Linked DNA regions of Mus musculus: region 1 is linked to region 2. Evidence: chromatin contacts called from public promoter capture Hi-C data. All regions are on one chromosome and are shown on one strand. The core of a region is the stretch at or near the end of the contact, and the rest is flanking DNA. Distances in the headings are between cores, read along the strand shown. Region 1 holds the start of Rin3 (Ras and Rab interactor 3). Region 2 holds the start of Ttc7b (tetratricopeptide repeat domain 7B).

Evidence for each region. Promoter capture Hi-C pulls out the DNA fragments that hold promoters and counts their contacts.
Region 1: a promoter capture Hi-C map of liver shows a contact between it and region 2, with 3 times the contacts expected there. The contact joins the promoter of Rin3 here to the promoter of Ttc7b in region 2.

Annotation. Positions count from the first base shown.
Region 1 is chr12:102,280,766-102,285,394 of GRCm38.p6, reverse strand. Rin3 (Ras and Rab interactor 3) reads right to left here and starts at 2,321. Exons shown (of 10, transcript NM_177620.4): 1 at 2,069-2,321. The coding sequence starts at 2,109.
Region 2 is chr12:100,518,939-100,523,714 of GRCm38.p6, reverse strand. It overlaps Ttc7b (tetratricopeptide repeat domain 7B), which reads left to right and starts at 2,893. Exons shown (of 20, transcript NM_001033213.1): 1 at 2,893-3,144. The coding sequence starts at 3,024.

The sequences.
Region 1 (4,629 bases), core at 1,072-3,571, 1.8 Mb before region 2:
CCATGTGCATCTCTTTTCCCAGACAGCCGTTTAAACAAGAAGCAGAGCTTGCATCCTAGGATTCAGAACTCAAGGGGCACTCTCCTGGCTGCTTGGGGTAGCAGTCCCCAGCTATCTGAATGTCTCTCACCCCAGAAAGAAGGGGGCTCTGGGCCAGTAGGGTGCAAGGATAGACTCAAAAAGCTTTCAGGACCAGTCCTGGTGGCAGCTGGGCCTAGGGGTGACTTGGGGTAAGAGGTCCCTGAGTATTTAGGTGTGAGGCTCAGGTGCAGGGTGTTTTAAAGACCTTAAAAAGGACCAGCCCCTGAGCAGGGACCAAGGCCATTAGAATTCATCCAATTCAATCCCAGTGAGGGAGGGGTTATAGGACTCTGGAGTTTCAGATGAGGCAGACAGATCACCCAGTTGGCAAAAGGAAGGGGCCCACCCAACAGATGTCAGTGATGCTAATCATAATAGCAGCTGAGGATGTCCCCTCCAAACAGCCTGTGAAGAGCAGTGACTACTGACTATCCTTGTTAGTAAACTGAGGCACAATGAAATCAATCACTGGTACAGAGGTAAACAAAGAAAGGCAGGAGGAAATGGGTCAGGCCAGGCCATCCTTGGGGAAAATGGGGAAGTAGATGAGATCAGAACCTGATTCCTCACCCTCCTTTTCTAGCCGGCTTTACCTTCCCACCCAGGGTATAGCAGTTACTTGCTCCCAGGAGACCCCTTCCGCATCGGAATTCCCAGTTTCCCAGCAGATGACATTTGTCTCCACAGAGATCACTTCCAAGGGAAACATCAACACAGAATTTCCGGGCTGTGGTTGTAGCTGGGATTGGGGGTAGGAGGAAGGAGGCAGCCAAGCCCCCCCCCACCCCCCCACCCCCCGCCCCAGGACAATCCCAGTCCCTCCTATCCGAATGGGGGCCAGTTACACCCTACTGTTCCCAAACCCTGGAGAGTACAAGATGTGTACAGATAGCGTTCCTGTTCTAAAGAGTGGAAGCTCAAAGAGATGAGGTCACAGAATTAAAACAGGCAGCCACGGGAATTCATCCGGGATCAGGCCCGGGACTTTTAAACGGAAATACAAAAAGTATGGTACCCCAGATTCGTCCATCATCCATGGCACCTCAGAAAGTGCTAGAAGACTTTCGCAGAAATCGCTTTCTACTCGGTGCAGCTTCAAACCCCACCCTTCCCGATCTTCTCTTAGGACTGGGCTGGGCGGGATGACAGGACATTCCCAACCTTGTGTAGCTCTGGGCAGTGTTCCAGGTCTTGAGGTGGGGGGTAGGGAAGAGCACAAAAGTAGGAATCCCTTCCGAATGGTTGTTCCCAAGCCATTTAATTTCACACACTTCAGACTGCATCTGCGTCTGGGTATCCCGCCAATCATTTGCACCCGAGCACTCTAGACCCTCCTCACACACCAGGCTCTTCAAAGGCCAGTCCAAAGGTCCCCAGCCGATCCAGTGGGGTGGCAGATGGGATCTGGTGGCGCCTCAATCCTCCAGGCAGAGAGTTAGCTGCTGGATGGGCCTGCCTAAAGTTGTAGGTGCTTCTTATCTACCACCCTACTCCCCACCCCCGCCCCCACCCCCACTCTCGGTCCCAGAACCTGAGGGCGCAAGCTGGGGTTTAGGCAGAGCAGCGGTGCTTCGTGGTGCATGGGGCTGGCTGGGCCAGGGCAGCGAGTGCTTGCATCCAAAGTTCAGCCTAGGCTAGAGCCATGGCTACACGGACATCTCGGGCTCGAACACACCAAACCCTCCCAGCCGCACATTGTGCACTGCTTCCCCCCCCCCCCCCCCCCCCCCCCGCTAACAAAGTCTGGATTTGAAAGTTTGGCCAAGTTCGGCAGTCACCAAGGCCGCCCCCTTTCCTTGCAGAACCTAGTTTCACCCTTAGTCCCTGCTGGGGGATCCGCACGCTCGTGGGGGGTGTTCATTTCAGCATGACATCCACGACGTCCCGTAGCCCTATCCGGAGCACCCAGGGCTCTCGGGGATCAAGCTGAGCAAAAGAGGCAGGACGCGGGCCACCTGGGGAGCGGCGGGCACGGGTTGCCACTTACCCGGCAGGGTGGGCGCTCGAGGGCGCTTCGGCGCGTCGCATCGTGGGGCAGGCGATTGGGGACGCAGCGACCTCCGCGTGGCGCTGGCGCTGTCCCTCGCCGAGGGCCGGGCTGGGCGCCGCCGCCAGCCGCGCGCCCAGTGGGGAAGCGCGGGGCCGCTGCCTTCCACTTCCTGGATCGCAGCGCGCGGGGCTCGCAGGAAGAGGCCGGCCTTGGTGGTCAAGGGTTTTTTGTCAGAAGCCATTCGGCCGTGGCTGCTCGTAGCAGGGAGCCCCCTGGGGCGCGCGGAAGCCGGGCCGCGCCCCTAGGGCCGGGCCTGGCGGCGGGCGGTGCCGGGGTCGAGGACAGCACGGACTGTGGCCGCCCGGAGCCTGCGAGCGAAACTCACAGGAAAGTCTCCAAGTTGGCACCGGATAGCAAGGCACTCAGGGCTGGCAGGTGACGAGGCCCACGGCCCAAATGGGACCTCCTTCATCCCGGGGGAGCCACGACCCATACCCACTCCCGCCCCCAAGGCGGGGCACCTCCTCCACGTCCCTGACAGGTGGCCATCCTGTCTCTCCTTGATACCTTCTCTGTTGATAAGATCACTGTTTAACAAAGCAGATATCGTCCATGAAGCCTGACATCTAAGGCACCTGTGCTGAGTACAGCACCCAGTGAGAGACTAAAGGAGAAAACTTGCTAGCTTACACAACAACCGCGAGTCGTAATGCCTCCTTTTTTAAGCGCCCAGACACTCAAAAATGTCTCCTGAGCTAGCTAAGCCTGTGAGACCAGGTAATAGCGGACCTCAAGATATCACCTTGTTTAATTCATTCCCAGCCTGGGCATTATTTAGACTGCTGGGGACAGATTAAATGTTTTGTGCTTGGGACTGTCTTGTGCATTGTGCATTGTAGGAGTAACCCAACTTCCATCCACATCCTTGGCCTCTACCCACGATTACACAGGAGTGCTAGAGTGTCCACACACCCTCACAACCACTTCTCTTTTGGCATTTCCTCCAAATCAGCCTGTGGAAGTGAGAGGAAAGGCTTAGTTAACAGTCTCCTGCTGGGAGTGGTAAATGGGCCAGCTGATTTGGGAAGCAGCCTTGGCAGTTCCTCAGAAGGGGAAACTACGTACCCAAAGGGGCTTATTTCAGCTTTCAATTCCAGGTTACAGTTCATTATGGGGAAGTCAAGGCAGGGGGAGGGGGGGGATGTCAAAAAGCTGGTCACATGACATCCAGAGCAAAGAGAAATGAATGTAACCATGTTTACCTGGCTTGTGATCAGCTCACTTTCTCCACTCTTACATAGTTCAGGGCACCCTGTATAGGGAATGGTGCTGCCCACAGTGGGTTGAGTCTTCCCGCACCAATAACTTAAGTAAGACAGTCCCTCACCAGCATACTCATAGGCCTAACTAAATGCAGACAATCCCTTACTGAGAATTTCTTCTCAGTGATTCTAGGTTGTGTCAAGTTGACAAATTAAAGCTATCTATCATAGTGTGTCCATGCAAAACCTTATATATGACTGTTCATATCAGCCTTTATTTGTGTTATCCAGAGCTGGAGCTAGAGTTCAGAGGTAGAATGGTTGCCTGGCATGTGTCTGAGAGGCCCTATGTTGAAGGAAGAAAGAAAGAAAGAAAAGAAATACAAACAATTTACAGTAGCCAGTATGTGGGAGCAACCAAGCATTCATCAATCGATGAATATGTAAATAAGATCAGGGATCATCAGTCAGGGACTGTTATTGAGCCACAGAAAGAATGGGGCCCCAACAATGGTGCTTCTGCACAGATGAGTCTTGAAAGCATGCTAAGTGACAGAAGCCAGTCGTTAAACACATTCCTTTTGCATGAAGTGTTCAGAGTAGGCAATTTCACGGAGACAAACAGTAAACTAGTGTTCGCTAGAGGTGGGGTGGGGTGGGGTGGGGTCGGGGAGTGGGGAGCAACTGGCAATGGCTATGGAGTTTCTTTGGGGGTGATGAAAATGTTTTTAAATTGACTGTGGTATTCATTGCACAACTTTGTGGCTGTGTCTGAAAACCATCAAATTATACACTTTAAGCTGTTGAATTGCATCCCAATCAAACTAGCTTTTCTTTTTGGAAGGCACAAAAAAGTGTGGTCTCCAGGGAGCAACCTTAGCCACTCTGACCTACACAACTTCCCCACCGAGCACTCAGATTGCTGCCAGCCATCCCCTCAGGGCACTACCAGGCCCTATAGGCATTTCTTCTCCGAGGTTAGCTCTTCCCTGAGCCACAGTCACCTCTCTATCATCTCTGTCAACAATCCTGTAGTTTTCTGCTTGAAAGCTGGGCACAGAAGGCAGTCACGTGTTCAAATCCAGTCCCAGGACTCTTTAGGCAACAGCCAGTACAGCTTTCTCAGAGATTCCATTGCTCATCTGTAATAGATGAGCACAGATGAGAGAAGGAAGAGAGCATCCCTTCAGGGAGAAATCTTTGGCTGTGGTTCCTCCAATAAGCCCACAAGCTCCTCCTAGGTGTCCTTGGATCTAGGTCAGTGGACCATCCTACTACTTGCCAGTTCTTCAGGCT
Region 2 (4,776 bases), core at 1,644-4,143:
TTGAGTGTCCTACATCTTGCAGCAGCAGGAGACTGTGAGCCACACTAGGCATAGCTTGACTATATGAGACCTCAGAAGCCCGCCTCCACGGTGACACACTTCCTCCAACAAGGCCACACCTCCTAATAGTGCTACTCCTACGGGCTAAGTATTCATTCACATGGGTCTATGGGGGCCATTCCTATTGAAATCACCACATCCTTCCTTCTGTAAGTCACCTTGGTCATTCTCTCTCTCTCTCTCTCTCTCTCTCTCTCTCTCTGTGTGTGTGTGTGTGTGTGTGTGTGTGTGTGTGTGTGTGTGTGTAAAATAGAATTACATCATTTTCTCCATCCCACCGTTTTTCCTACCCCTTTACCCTTGTTCTGTCAAAATCCATGGCCTTGGTCACGGCACTGTACCACAGCAATGGAAAGTAACTAATACAGTGTTGGGTGGGGAAACATGGCATCCACAGACAGGAAGCTAGAGAGGGAGGTTCACTCCTAAAACGACTAACATTCTAAAGTTGGGGCCCCACCCATAGATCTACATTAATCCTTTGCAAGGGCAGCTTCCCTTGACCCACGACCCAAGGTCCTTCCATCAGGCCTCCCTTCTTAAAAGCCCCCACATCTCAGTATCTTCATCCTATGGTCCAAGTTCTCCACAGAGGAACCTAGGAGCATACACTCAAACAATAACCAGTTCAAAGAAAGTCAGATGCGTTTGTTGTGGAATAGCTGATTTTAGACTGTAGTGTGCAAGAGGCAGAGAGCTGTTAGGATGGTGGCCTAATCTTCTCTACCCTCTAATTAAGTTTTAACTGCTGCATTCCACAGGTACACATTATAGGAAGGGAAGAAGAAGGTGGGGGCGGGGAGTTAAATCCCACTGCCTGGCATCTCCCACGCTCAGAAAAACGGCTTAGCCAGGAAACAGACTGGATGCTTTGCCTTACACTGTGGCCATGGAGGCCAAGTAATGTTATGACATTGTTATTCTGTGTGCCACCATGCAGGGAAATGCAAGTCCTACAGTCACACAGGCACTGTCAGCTGAACAAGGCTTCTTGGTGACCTTTGGCCTGAGGCTTATTCCAGACTTCTTAGCTGGATCTGGAAGTGTGTAACAATGTAATGAGACCTCAAAAGCCCACCTCCACGCCACACCTCCTAATAGTGCTACTCCTACGGGCTAAGTATTCACTCACATGGGTCTATGGGGGCCATTCCTATTGAAATCACCACATCCTTCCTTCTGTAAGTCACCTTGGTCATCTTCTCTCTCTCTCTCTCTCTCTCTCTCTCTCTGTGTGTGTGTGTGTGTGTGTGTGTGTGTGTGTGTGTAAAATAGAATTACATCATTTTCTCCATCCCACCGTTTTTCCTACCCCTTTACCCTTGCTCCTTCGCCCTCATTTCCTCTGGCATTCTGTTTGCCTGTCCTTGGGCTGTCCTTAGTGTCTGAGCCCCATCTGCTCTGCTCCCATCACCTCTGAGGGCCTTGGGTTGCCTCAGTGTGGTGTTGGTCATGTCCCAAGTACTTCTTTCCTCTTGGCCCTTACTGAGTTTCAGTTGCTGATCCTGTAAACCAAGGCCTGTGAGTCTGGTCTTCATTTATCCCCAGGGCATGAGAGAAAAGCCTGCACTTGATAGCTTTGGAAAGCTGGAGGAGACACACCCAAAGAGGATGAACCTGGTGACAGGGTACTGCCCAGATGACAGCTCCATCCTCAGAGGCAGTATTGCAGAGTCCAACACCCCCACTGCCCCTGAAGCCACATTCCCTGACCAACTTTCCCAAATACTGGTCATGTCCATACTTGCAGGCCTTGCCATTGCATGCCTGACTAACATGCAGGCTCCCTATCTCACCAAGAAGAAAGACAGTCTTTCTAATGATCCAGAAGGCCGGGCATGGACTAACCCCCACCCTCCTGACATCATCTGCTCAGCTCCTTGCCTTCATTCCACCCCAGCCACTCTGGCCTTTTTCTAACTCACCAAATATAGTAAAGCCGAGGCCTTTGCTCTGCCTGTAATGATCTGCCCTCCCCACCTCCCATATCCCCCCGACTCTCATCTTTAAAACTGTCAAATATCACTTCAACACCATCCTTAACCAACCCATAACCTAATTTGCTACTTTATTTTGCTTAATTAATTCATTTCCATGAATGGGCTATGAACTTTATACCCACTTTGAAGCAAAGTTGTACCCACTTCGTTCCGTTTCCACAGCCCTAAAACACTACCTAGCTCTGTGTGGGTGACCTCTGACTCTATAGTTACTGAATAAATTACACAAGTGAAATAATGTTCAGCTTAGACACCTGCCCCTGCTCTCAGTTACAAGGTCAAGGCCTGGAAATGCCACTTATGAGTTGGTATTCTCCTCAGAGGGCAAGGGAGCTGGCATCTGGGCTTGCAGCTACACACACACACACACACACACACACACACACACACACACACACACGTCCTCCCTCACTTTCTTCCAACACACACTTAAGGAACTTCGGGCAGGTTCTGGAGGAGCATGAATCTCCACTGCTTCTGGCCACATGATGGGGACGGAGGCTACCTGGGGCAGAGGGGAGCCTGAGGAGGGGCGCAGGCCAGCACAAGCAACCTGCGATGGCAGGGCCAGCCGAGGCAGGCTCGCCCTTCACGCCCTCTCGCACTAGAAACCCCGGCCTTTGGAGCCCCAGAGCATCCTCGGGGTGGCTGCCCTGGCTTGACCCCTCACCGCTCCAGGTTCGCTCCTGAGCACCGTCCCGCGCTCCTCATTGCTGTCCGGCCTCCGCCCCGGCCCGCTGCGGCTCCGGCCCTGGCCGGCAGGGGCCGCTCCTCGCGGCGCCCGGGGCCCCGCCGCGCCCGCCGCCGCCCGCTCCCCGCCCCTTCCCCGGCCGGCGTTCCCGTTACGCCGCCGAGCCGGGAGCCGGAGCCGGAGCCCGCGGCCGCAGCGGGAGGCGGCGCGGGGCCCGGCGGCGGCGGGGCCTGCGGGGCCTGCGGGCGCGCGCCGGGCCGGCCAGGGCGGCCATGGCGACCAGGAAGGCGGGCTCGCGGCTGGAGACGGAGATCGAGCGCTGCCGCTCCGAGTGCCAATGGGAGCGGATCCCCGAGCTCGTCAAGCAGCTGTCGGCCAAGCTCATCGCCAACGGTACGCGCGGACGCACCGGGGCTTGCGGGACCGCCGCGGCCTCCGGGGCTAGGCCTGAGGCTCCGGGCGCGAGCAGGGGCGCGGCCGGGCGGCGAGGCGCAGGCCGCGCGGTGTGCGCGGGCCAGGCCCTTGGGGAACGCGGGGTCCTCCGGTCACGCGGCGTGCGGCTGGGCGGGCGGGCTGTGCCTGTCGGAGCCTTGGAGTCCTGACGTGCAGGCTGGAGAGGTTCACCGACCCCAGAGACCGGAGGCCAGCCCCGGGCTTCCAAGAAGTTGGAGCTTGTGTGTGTGTGTGCGTTTGTGTGTGTATGGAGCCCCCCGGGACATACCTGTGGGCATCTGGGGACCACCAGAGTGTGTGTGGTGTGCTCAGGGGTCCTGTGATGGAGATGTTGTGAACATATGGTAATCAAGGGCCCCAGGAGGGAGCTCAGACTTGGAGGGTGTCAGGGGTGGCATTGGCAGGTTGGGATTTGTGTCTTGAGGTCAAGACAGTTGGGTGTCAAATCTGCAGACCCAGAGAGGATAGGGTGGAGAGTACAAGGGAAACAGAGTCAGGGAGTCTGGGAGAAGGTTACTGGGCAGGAAGATGAGACTGTATTAACAATGAGGGAAATGGAGCTGATTGGATGAGGGGCCTGGTGCGCCCAGGAACCAGGATCTGACTTGGGAAACCTGGCGGCTGGACTTGGCCAATGACCCCATTTGCTGAATTGGTTCTTCCAACCCATCAAACCAAAACTGCAGCCAAAATCACATTCCAGAGCGAGACTCCACGTGGCCTTATTTGTTTTGGAAGCAAGTATGGTTAATATTTGCTTGTCTTTTCGTACGCGCCAAAACCACAGGCAGGCACTTGGAGCCTGGGCAGAGAGGGCAGAGGATTTTGTCCTCCTTCACCTCTGGCTTCCCAAGACTGTCTGAGCAGGCGTGGGACAGACAAATCACAGAGGGAATGAATGAAGGACTGACACTGCTCATTCAAGGAAGGACATGTGTACTCTTTTCAACCTTCACCCCGAACTACCCAGAAACGGACAGGGAAATCTCATAGCCTCTTTAAGGTTGGTGGTTGTTTGTGATTTTATGAAAATAGCGCCTGGAAATGAAAACTTAACAAAACCAAACCAAACCAGGTTTCTCTATATATCTTTCAAACTTACCTTATAGCTTAGGCTAGCCTCAAAGTCTCCCGCCTCCTGCCTTGCCTCCCAAGTTTAGGACCATAGGCAATGTCACCATGCAGACAGGGCAAGGTTTTGGTTTTGCACACTGTCAACCACAGTACCTTGCTTTGGGTAGGTGTCTTTGTTAAGTTAGCATTGGAGGGAAAGGTGTTGAGTACTCAGGACCCCGAAGGCAACTTGACCTTGCCTGCTTTTGTGGCGTCTCCTTCCTTCCTGCATTTTCCTGCTTCTTGTTGAAGTCACATTCCTAAGTTTTTTGGGTCACTTCCATCCCTCCTGTGCAGGTGGATGTTAGCATTGGGTGTGGTTGTGAGCATCCTCCCGTCTCCACCTGCGACCTGGCTGTCTGCTCTCATTCAGTGGCGTGTGCAATGCCCACCTGGGCCAGGTGCTGACCAGGCCCCTGCTGTCTTGCATTTACTTCCTCTGAGAGGAACACTGAGGCC